Linked DNA regions of Mus musculus: region 2 is linked to region 1. The links are chromatin contacts, called in public HiChIP or PLAC-seq maps. All regions are on one chromosome and are shown on one strand. Each heading gives the region's core, a stretch centred on a gene start, on an enhancer-like site or on the middle of the called end of the contact. The rest is flanking DNA. Distances are from core to core; before and after follow the strand shown.

The links. HiChIP or PLAC-seq counts read pairs in DNA pulled down with a chosen protein or histone mark.
Region 2: an H3K27ac HiChIP or PLAC-seq map of heart atrium shows a contact between it and region 1, with 6 read pairs. The contact joins two enhancer-like sites. A contact is called at or near these places in 12 of 39 promoter capture datasets (the C10 cell line, the HPC-7 cell line, cranial neural crest and 7 more), 2 of 15 datasets of contacts at CTCF or cohesin (the NIH/3T3 cell line and large pre-B cells), 49 of 484 Hi-C or Micro-C datasets (the 4T1 cell line, B cells, the C2C12 cell line and 29 more), 11 of 115 datasets of contacts at active chromatin or transcription factors (CD8 T cells, the HPC-7 cell line, acute myeloid leukemia and 7 more) and 5 of 9 other capture datasets (adipose tissue, embryonic stem cells, embryonic trunk and 2 more).

Annotation. Positions count from the first base shown.
Region 1 is chr17:26,486,155-26,490,917 of GRCm38.p6, forward strand. The region is part of intron 1 of Gm34455 (a long non-coding RNA gene); the gene reads right to left. Among named protein-coding and RNA genes, the nearest start is that of Gm34455, 16 kb to the right of the region's middle. Within about 2 kb of position 1,342, at least 8 of the 459 cell types and tissues checked have an H3K27ac peak or open chromatin away from gene starts, as enhancers often do. A contact at or near this core is called in heart atrium and muscle stem cells, where this site is marked.
Region 2 is chr17:26,636,546-26,641,424 of GRCm38.p6, forward strand. It overlaps Ergic1 (endoplasmic reticulum-golgi intermediate compartment (ERGIC) 1), which reads left to right. Exons shown (of 10, transcript NM_026170.3): 8 at 2,198-2,298. Among named protein-coding and RNA genes, the nearest start is that of Gm41553, 2.7 kb to the right of the region's middle. Within about 2 kb of position 2,311, at least 44 of the 459 cell types and tissues checked have an H3K27ac peak or open chromatin away from gene starts, as enhancers often do. A contact at or near this core is called in heart atrium and muscle stem cells, where this site is marked.

The DNA.
Region 1 (4,763 bases), core at 92-2,591:
GTCACAAGTGGGCAGCAGGATCCGATCTAGCTTCTCTTTCTCAAAGCCTCTGACTGATGAATGGGGAAGAGACAAGCTGAGGGGATCAGGAGAATCTTCTGTCCTCTGTCTGCGAGAGGCCACTGGTTGGCAAGTCCCTCTTATAGCAAAAGGACATTGAACACTGACCTTTGGTACTTGAAATTTAAATTTAAGCTGGACGGTGGTGGTACACGCATTTAATCCTAGCACTCGGGAGGCAGAGGCAGAGGCAGGTGGATTTTTGAGTTCGAGGCCAGCCTGGTCTACAGAGTGAGTTCCAGGACAGCCAGGGCTACACAGAGAAACCCTGTCTCGAAAAACAAAAACAAAAAACAAAAAAAGAAAGAAAGAAAAAAGGAAAGAAATTTAAATTTACATCAAGCACTAATCATTTCAGTCGATTTTACCATTGTAATTAATTCTAATTCAAAGCTTAAGGAAACAAAGCCAGGGGCTGGAGAGATGGCTCTGCAAGTGACTTGTTGATCTTGCAGAGTACCAGCACCTACATGGCGCCTCACAACCATCTGGGAGACAGGGCACTCTTCTGACTTGTTTTGGCATCAGGCATACATGTGGTACACATACATGATACAGACAAAACACTCAAACACACAAAATCAAATAAGTAGATCTCTCTCTCTCTCTCTAGCCTGCTCTCTCACTTGCTCCTGCTGCTGCTGCTGTTCACATTAGTTTAAAACATAACTAACGTAAAATGTTGGTGGAGCACACCTTTAGTCTGGAGACAGAGGCAGACAGTTCTCTGAGCTTAAGGCCAGCCTGGTCTACATAGTGAGTTCCAGCACAGCCAGGCTTGCATAGTAAGACCTTGTTTCTAAATACCAATAATGACGACAATGATGATGATGAAAGTTTTGAAATGAGTAAATGAATATGGACCTAAGATGACAGAAGAACAGTGAAATATAAATTATTAAAAATTTACCAGGAACACATGGGTTTGTTGTGGTTGGTTGGTTTGTTTGCCTTTTGTTTTTTTAGTAATCACTCAATTTTTGAAATTTAACCCCCAAACCAGTTCAAACCCTGCCATGTGGGTCTGGAAAGCATCTTTCTGGGTCACTGGCCAAGCTGTGAGCTTTCACTTCTTGTCCTAGTTTGGTCTGTGTTGCTATGACAAACTTGATGGCCAATCACAACTTTGAGAGGAACTGGCAGCATGTTGCATCTTACAGCTCACAGGCTATCACAGCAGGGACCTGGAGGCAGGAGCTGAAGCAGGCGCCGCAGAGGGGAGCTGCTTACTGGCTTGCTCCTTGGGCTTGCTCAGCCTGCTTTCTTACACAACCAGGGCCAGGCACCGCCCACAGTGAGTTCACACTGGGTCCTCCCTCACCCATCGTTAATCAAGAAAATGCCTCCACAGACTCGCCTACAAGGCAATCTGACAGAGCCATTTTTTTCTATCATGGTTACTTCTTCCCAGATGATCCTGGCTTGTATCCAGTGCACAGCAAACTAATCTGTATACCTCTGGAAGGTTCTGTTGCCAACACCAATCACAAGGGCTTACTAAAGCAGTTTTTGTGGAAGGTTGACCAGAAGGAGCTCTCTCTAAGCACTGTCTTCCTTTAAGCATAGAAGGTGCAATAGAGGGTCAGTAGGGCAATGAGGCTAGCCCCGGATCTCCTCATTCTCTGGAGCAGGCTATAGAAGCTTAACAGAAAGGAAACCAACTTCTGCAGTTAGTTGAAAGAGTGAGCCTGAAGCTTTCTTACCTGCGAACTGGGCCTATGGTTCTCCTATCTATAACACACACCCGCTCAGAGGTAAAAGGATGAAGGGAAACAATGGCCAGGTATAGGCTAGCAAGAGGGACTGAGCATCCATCTCCATGGCTCTGCCCCATCCAACTAGCCAGTGGAAAGGAGCCACCCAGCTGTCACAGGGGCAAACCAACCAGGCCAGTGTGTTCTCTCCCAACCCCTTCACACGCCACGCACACCCAGGAGCTCTTCCAGGCAGACTGGCTGAGCCTGACTTCTCACAGAGGAGGAGGCAGAGTGCTCAGGGAGCCATAGTCATCCTTGGTAAGAACACTTCTGTCACATCTTATCACAACCCCTCTGTCCCCAAGATCACTTGGCCAGCCAGGATGTCTCCATAGGCAGGTCTGAGTCCCCATCCTCCCTAATGCACACCAGAGTGTGTACTGTGAGTTTAAGAGTCTCCAGTGTCTCCACCTTGGTAGCTGCCAACCAGCCCTCCTACCCCCCCCCCAACCCTTATCTATACCCATCGTTGGGAACCCCTGGTCTCTGGAGACCTTGCCTATGTCATCCCTTTGCCTTTAACAGGCTCCTCTCTCCTCTGGGAAGCCCCTTCCTTAATACTCTTCCTCCCACCAGACCCCTGTCTAGTAGACTCTTACTGAGTCTGTGGAGCCCTGCCCCGCTGCCTCTTCCTCTAAGAAGTCTTCCTTGATTCTCATGTCACAGTAACCTTGCACGCTGCAGTGTGAATGGCTCCCCTTAGAGGAGGGCATAGAACCATCCAGACCGTTGGTGCACCTACTGGGTGGTGGAGCTTAAAGGACACAGGCTTTGTGCTCAGACTCACTCAGCTCGAAGCTTAGTTTTGCAACTGTGAGCTATGCACCCTGAGGGAAGAGGCCTAACCTCTCTGATCCCCTGTACTAAGATGAGAACAAGTCTCCACCCATAACACTGAGGCAATAGGAAATGCCTAGCATAGCACAGGCTTAAATAACTCTTCATTCACTTCCCTGGACATCAGGAACTCTGGATGTTCTCCCCTACCATCCAGTTGTGTTCACATCCGCACTTGTGTGAACAGCCCAGGCCAAGATCTTTCCTGACTGGCTGTGAACCCTGGTTGTCCTTGCTCCCAGAACCAGCTCCAACCAATATACTAGGACCCTGTGCCTGTAGAAACTCCCTCATAGGTGCCCACATACATGTGTGAGAGTCTGCTCTGAAGCGTGGCAGGTGGAGCCAAGTCCATCAGAAACATTAAGGCCATTCTGCAAGGACAGGAGCCAGCCGTCCACAGCTGCCCTGGATCAGGGACACACTCAGTGTCCCAGCAGCAGGTGTGTGTTGTTTATGCTGTATCCCAGGCAGCAGAATCCCGCAGCCCTGGCCAAGAGTTCTAATTTTAAACAGCGGGTTCTGGGCGGGCCGAAATAAAGGTCAGATCCTGAAGGGCTACCCAAAAGATGCACACACTAAAAAAAGATGACCCTCGGTGTAAAAAAAGACACCCTACCTCTGTTCTACCGTCTACACTGCCTGACATGTCAAGGACACACCTGTCAGGATCACTGGGGAGGCAATGGCCACGGCCAGTTCCCACCTACCCTAAGCCAGGGGTCTCCAAACTGCTGGACTCCAAGAATCCCACCTGGAAACCCCATTTCAAAGCAGATGGGCAGCCCCAGACAGAGGATTCTGGGGGCTCTCCTGAAGACTTTCATCTGTTAGGGTCCTTTCTATTGAAGTTGTTCACTGCGTCCCTTGCAGTAATCCTGTGGCCCACATCTGATGCCTGCTGACAGCGGCACATCTTTGTGGTGTCATTTCCTGAGGTCCTTTGTCAGGTGGTGGCTCCTGTCTAGTGTTGGGAAATGGAAGGGGCTGATGGATCCATGTATGACATGGTGAGCTCGCTGAAGGGAAGTATCTTGTTTTCCCAGACAAGGCTCAGGGAACATGCTGCTGTATTTTTCTATTGTGAAAACTGACATGGCTGCCCAAGGCTTCCTCAGGTCCTAGGTTATTAGAACAGTGAGCCTTTTGCTTATCATTTTTATACCCTTTTACATTTATAAGCAGGACTGAGTCTAACACACCTCCCTGCTCACCATCTAGTTATATACAGTTTACTTACAATGAGGCACAATGACCTAGGATTCCCCCCCACTTTTTTTTTTTTTTGGTGGGTCACTCCTGTCTCTGGACAGAATCAGGGCACAAAGGTAGATCTCCATGCATCCTGGACCCCGCCCTGCCCCCTGCCTAGTCCCTCCGGCAAAGCCAGCCGGTGACTCTATAGTTCCGACCTGCTCTGACCTGAGGCTAGTGAGAACTGGAGGTGCCCCAGCCCTTCCTGCCCCAGGCAGGGCCCTCTGGAGGAGCTGTGTTCCAACTCTGGGTCCAATGTTAGGGCAAGTGGTCGGCCACTGCCTAAGGCAGTAGGGGGACGCTGGGCTGGGGACTGCGCATCCCACTTGCCCTCTTCAAGACACTGAAAGCCACCTGCCAGGGAAACCTCAGGACAGCTCCGGGGTTTGGGGATCGGATCTCATAGCGAGGTGCTTACCATTCCCAAAGGTGCCGCAGGATACCTTTTATCCACAAGCCGTCAGATGGGTACTTGGCCTTGGTACTAAGTGACTGAATCTAGACTTGCCTAGGACAGAGAGCATTATTTCTCCATTGAGCAAAATGAGGCCCAGGTGCCCCAAAAGCAGGAAATAGCCAGCTCCAAGCCTCCCCACAGTGGAACTCCTCTCTCGACCTCAGTTTCCTTATAAGATGGCGGCCTCAGCAACACCTACTACACCAGCTGTGAGCATTGGCAAAAATACTTATCAGTTGATTTTTGCTCCAAAGTAACTTCTAAGACCCAGAGGGACTAAAAGAGAGCCACAGTGGCCAGCCATCCCTACAGGGTTTCCTGAATGTGGATCTTTGATGCTAAACCCTGGACAGCCTTGGCATACCAGTGAGATAGTTCACATAACCAGGCTGATCTGG
Region 2 (4,879 bases), core at 1,061-3,560, 150 kb after region 1:
ATTCTTACACACACACACACACCTCCATTACACACACACACACACACACACACACACACCCCTCCATTCTTACACACACACACACACACACACACACCTCCATTATACACACACACACATACCTCCATTCTTACACACACACACACATACCTCCATTACACACACACACATACCTCCATTCTTACACACACACACATACCTCCATTACACACACACACACACACACACACACACACACACACACACACACACCTCCATTCTTACACATGCCCATATGTGCATGTTGTGCGTGCATGCACACAATATGCTAAGAAAAATAATGTCCACTGGGTCACTTTGAAGCATCATTTATTTGTGTCAGCCCTTGTGCGTGGTAGGGACCTGCATCTTGGAATGTGGGCAGCTGTTGGCCATGATGGCCTCAGGGCTGTTAGGCAGTCAGACACTGAATGCATATTGATCAGGCACAGTACCAAGTTCTAGAGACAGGAAGGTGAGTAAATGAAGCAAGCAGCCTCTGCAGGCCTCCATTCTGTGCTGTCAACTTGGAAGTGTTCATGATACCTGGGCCTGAGGCAGAACCCCTGTGACTCCTTAAGGACATCCGTCTGGCGTGTTCCTACTGGGGAGGAAATGTGAACTGATTCTCTGTGCACAGTAGACATAAGGGTGGCTCTTTTTTTTTCCTTTTGTGACTACCTAATGTTTTGTACAAATAGCAACAACAACAACAAAATAGTAGAGTTATGATTTTCACTAAGGCCTTCCTTTCTTCAGGTTTTATCCTTGGAGAGTGGGAATTTGAGACTTGTACTTCAAGGTGATCTTTGGCCTCCTGGTTTAGGTATAGATGTGAGCCCATCTCATGGGAGTTTCCAGGGATGAAGACTAGAATCGGCCTTTAACCCCATGTGACCCTAGTACTCTGGACCCTGAGAGCCATTGTGGGCATGAGCAAGAGGTGTTGGGTCCCCTGTGCTTAGCTTAAAGGCTCCAGGGCTTTCCCCAGTTTTCCTGAGGGTGTGTGTTGGGGGGGGGGGTCACCTCCATCCCAGGAGTGCTGCCCTTTTCTGAGGAGACAGCAGGGCCAGAACTAGTCAAGGCTGGAATGCTTGCTCCATGCTCACCACTCTTACAGATCTGAATCTGATCTGCAGAGACCAGGATTAGAACCCAGAAGACTAAACTCCCATGTTCTTTTAGCTCCATGGTTCCTAGCCCAAGGTTCTAGAAGGAATAAGAGGGATGGACATTGGGCCTCATTTTTTGCTCGGGAAGGCTGAGGCAGCTCTGGTTAGCTCATGTTTATCAGTAGCTGATTGATCCCTTCATCCTTTGTCCAGCCATCCTGTCCACTCCTTCATTCAGCAGGCCTTGCCACTGTCTGCCCTGTCCCAGGCTCCGTGCAGGGTTTAGGGGCAGGAATGTAAGACTTTGTCCTTGCACTCAGCAACTTTGCCATCCAGGCTGGGAGGAGACAGGGGCGCTGGGTGAAAAGGTCGTGTTAAACTATTACAGGGCTGAAGGGTCAGCAGTTTATTGAGAAAGAGGGAAGACAGTGACCAGATTCTGTTGTTTGTTTTGGCAGTGTTGGGATTGAGGCCAAGGGCAGGTTTATGCCAGGCAGGCGCTTGACCCCAGCCCTCTGGGTTTGATCAGTCTTACTTAGTTCTTTCTGGAGCCCAGAGCCCAGATTATTTTAAAACTTAAAAGCAGACAGACAATACCTACAATGAAATGGGGTCTTTCTTGAGTCCCACCTTTCTCCCTGGAAAATTTCTCTGTGTGTGAGGGATGGTGGGGAATGTAATTTTGCCAGTCTCTCTCTAGTCTAGTTAAGGATGAAACTGAAGCTGCTCTGTTTCCTGGGGCTTCTCTCTAGACAATTCTTGGTGACCACGCATTAAAGAGGATGTGTTCCCTGGCCCCTACTTCACAGGAGCGTGCTGCTCCTGGGCCTGAATCTCAGAGAAAATGCCCCCTCAGCACCCCTCGTTAATGGCTATCCCATTTGTAAGTGTGTGGCTCAGAGTATTATATATTATGTAGTGCAGATCTAACAATCCCAGCAAGCCACATTCTGAAGAGAAAGGGGAGAGGACCCTACAGTACCAGGAGGACTTGAACTTGGGGTTACAGGCAGAGCCACCTGCCAGGCAGTGCCCACCCCATCTCATCTTATGCTGTATTCCTGCAGCCCTGGCCTCCCATGACTACATCTTGAAGATTGTACCCACAGTGTATGAGGACAAGAGCGGCAAGCAGCGCTACTCCTACCAGTACACAGTGGCCAACAAGGTGAGTGGGCCGTGAACGGGCTGAGCATTGCAATTGCTCCCTCTGCTGGCCAAGGGCATAGGCGATGCCCCGCACATTCTGCTGAAGGGAATTTCAGTGGGGTGGACAGGGAGTGTCCAGGCTCATTCTCTAGTCTGAGTAAAGATGAAATACCAGTTCTTGCCGTGGTAGTGGCCTCAAGGTCCAGGTGAGACACTCTTAACAAGGAGATAAGATGTATTCTGTTTGAAGTAGGCAGAAGACCATCCCAGCTCTGACATTGTCTGGTCCTGGTTTCTTCAGGCTCCTGTTGATCAGCACATGGCCGATGCTTTGCATTAGGCAGGGAATCCTATCAAGGTGGCTGTGGACGTCTCAGGACCCCAACAGTCCAAGAGACACACAGGTCTTCTGGGAAGCCAAGGGACATCCAAGCCAAAGAAATGAGATGGCACAGCGGTTAGTGGCTTGAGCCTCTCCAGAAAGCATGGCTTGTGCCAATGGAACATAGGCACTTGGAGTAGGTTCCCCTGTTTACCACGAGGCTCCTGTTTCTGCTGTTGCAGGGCCACCCAGACCCTTAGTATAAATGATGGAGTGTTCAGCTCAATTAACTATCATTATGGTTGAGGAACTCGCCAAGCTGTGTAGTTACAGTGTAGGAATTAGACCCAGGTTCCTCTTGGGCTCCAGAGCCCCCTGGTTGCTCACCCACTCAGTCCAAATAGGGATCGTCCAGGCTTGCCCACTTGGACAGCCTCTTGGTCATGGGTCCCTATGCTCTGATTCCCTTTGATCCATAACTCTCTCCGAGAGACTTATTGCTTACATTCACTATTTCAGGCCGTGTCTGTCCTACTCTCTGGTGGCATAACAAAATTCTAAGAGCCTAAGTAGTAAGTAAAGAATAGAAGTCAGCCAGGCAGTGGTGGCGCACGCCTTTAATCCTAGCACTTGGGAGGCAGAGGCAGGTGGATTTCTGAATTCAAGGCCAGCCTGGTCTACAGAGTGAGTTCCAGGCCAGCCAGGGCTACACAGAGAAACCCTGTCTTGAACCTTCCCCCTACCCCCCCCCCAAAAAGAAAAAAGAAAAAAAAAGAAAGAAAATAGAAGTTAATTTATCTCATGGATTGGGAAAGAGGAAGTCAAAGAGATCAACCCCAGCCTGTGGTGAGCCTTCTTGCTGTGTTGTCCAGTGGAGGGCAGGGCATGGAGAGACACAAGCATACAAGCTTAGAAGTGCTTTCCTCTTCTTATAGGAGAGCTAATGCTACCATTGACACTTACCTCGTGGCCTCATCTAACCTAATCACCTCCCAGATTACCACCTCCAGCCACCACCAATGTAGGCTTACTTCCGGGTTCAGCCCCTTGATGTACACAAAGGACCTGTAACTTTAGATGGCGAATAGCCGTGGTCCCCCTGCCCCACATGCACAGGGCTCTGGGCTCAGCCCAGCACTGCAGCATGCGTATGACTTCTGGGGAGCATATTTCAACCATTGTACTCATTATAACCTCCCCCCAGTGCTGCCACACATCAGCAGGAAGCAGGGCCCTGGACCACACTGCCCCATCCTAGCTCAGTCATGTGTCCTTGTTTGTAATATGTCCATGGCAGTTACTTCACAAGATTGCTGTCAAATGAAGCAATGTTTTCAGAAAGCTCCCAGCTCACTGGGAAGGCTGGGTAATTGGTACACTACTGCTGCTAGATTTCATTCTGTCTCTTACCCCCTCAGCGCTGGGCTGTGGCCCAGACAATCACCCTGGGAAAGCTGAGTTTCCTCTGCTGCAGGCTTCCTCCATCAAAGCTTTGGCAAGGGCCTGGTGGCTGGACCAGCTCACTCAGCGTTCTCTGTGGCTTTGCCCCCAGCCTGTTCTGTGAATGGAGGTGGCTGTCCAGTGGGTTAACACTCAGTGGTGTCCATGGGATCACTCCAGCTGCTCAAGACCAGTGCTGGGGACATGGGGGTTGGGCCTGGGGACCCCGGCATCCATCTCCATTTGTTGTAAACAAGAGACGCGAGCCCAAGCCTTTCAGGACCCTGAAGTGCTCAAACCAGGTCCTGTGGGTCATCAGCTCAGATCCCTGTTCCTTGGTGGCCATTTGGCCAATGCTATGTGCATCCTTACGAGCCATGGCAGGTTGGGCACTGTACCTTCCCTGTTCTCTGTGCTGGCCCTACTTGGTGGACAAGTTCACACCCACTTGGTTCACCTGTCAGGCAGGCTATCTTCTTATTCATGGTTTAGAATGCCCCTTCCTTAGTGAGCCTTCCCCATCCCCCTGAGCAGAACTGGCTCACCTATGGCCTGCTGAGCACCCTCCTCCACCCTCCCTACACGGATACTGTTAGAAGCTAGTGATGCGATGATGTCTTCATCCACCAGCCTGTGACTCCTCTAGGGGAGGGGCTTCATCACCCCAAGAACCTTAGGACAGCGGAGGCAGCCAGCAGAATAAATGAGCAGATTCCGTGTGACTGGCAAGTCAAGGAGGAAATGCTCAGACCGAGTTCAAAGCCCACTTTCCTCTTCCACGTCACCCTCAGATCTGTGCTCCGTTCTGGCTCCACTTCTAAGCTATGTGGTCTGTTTC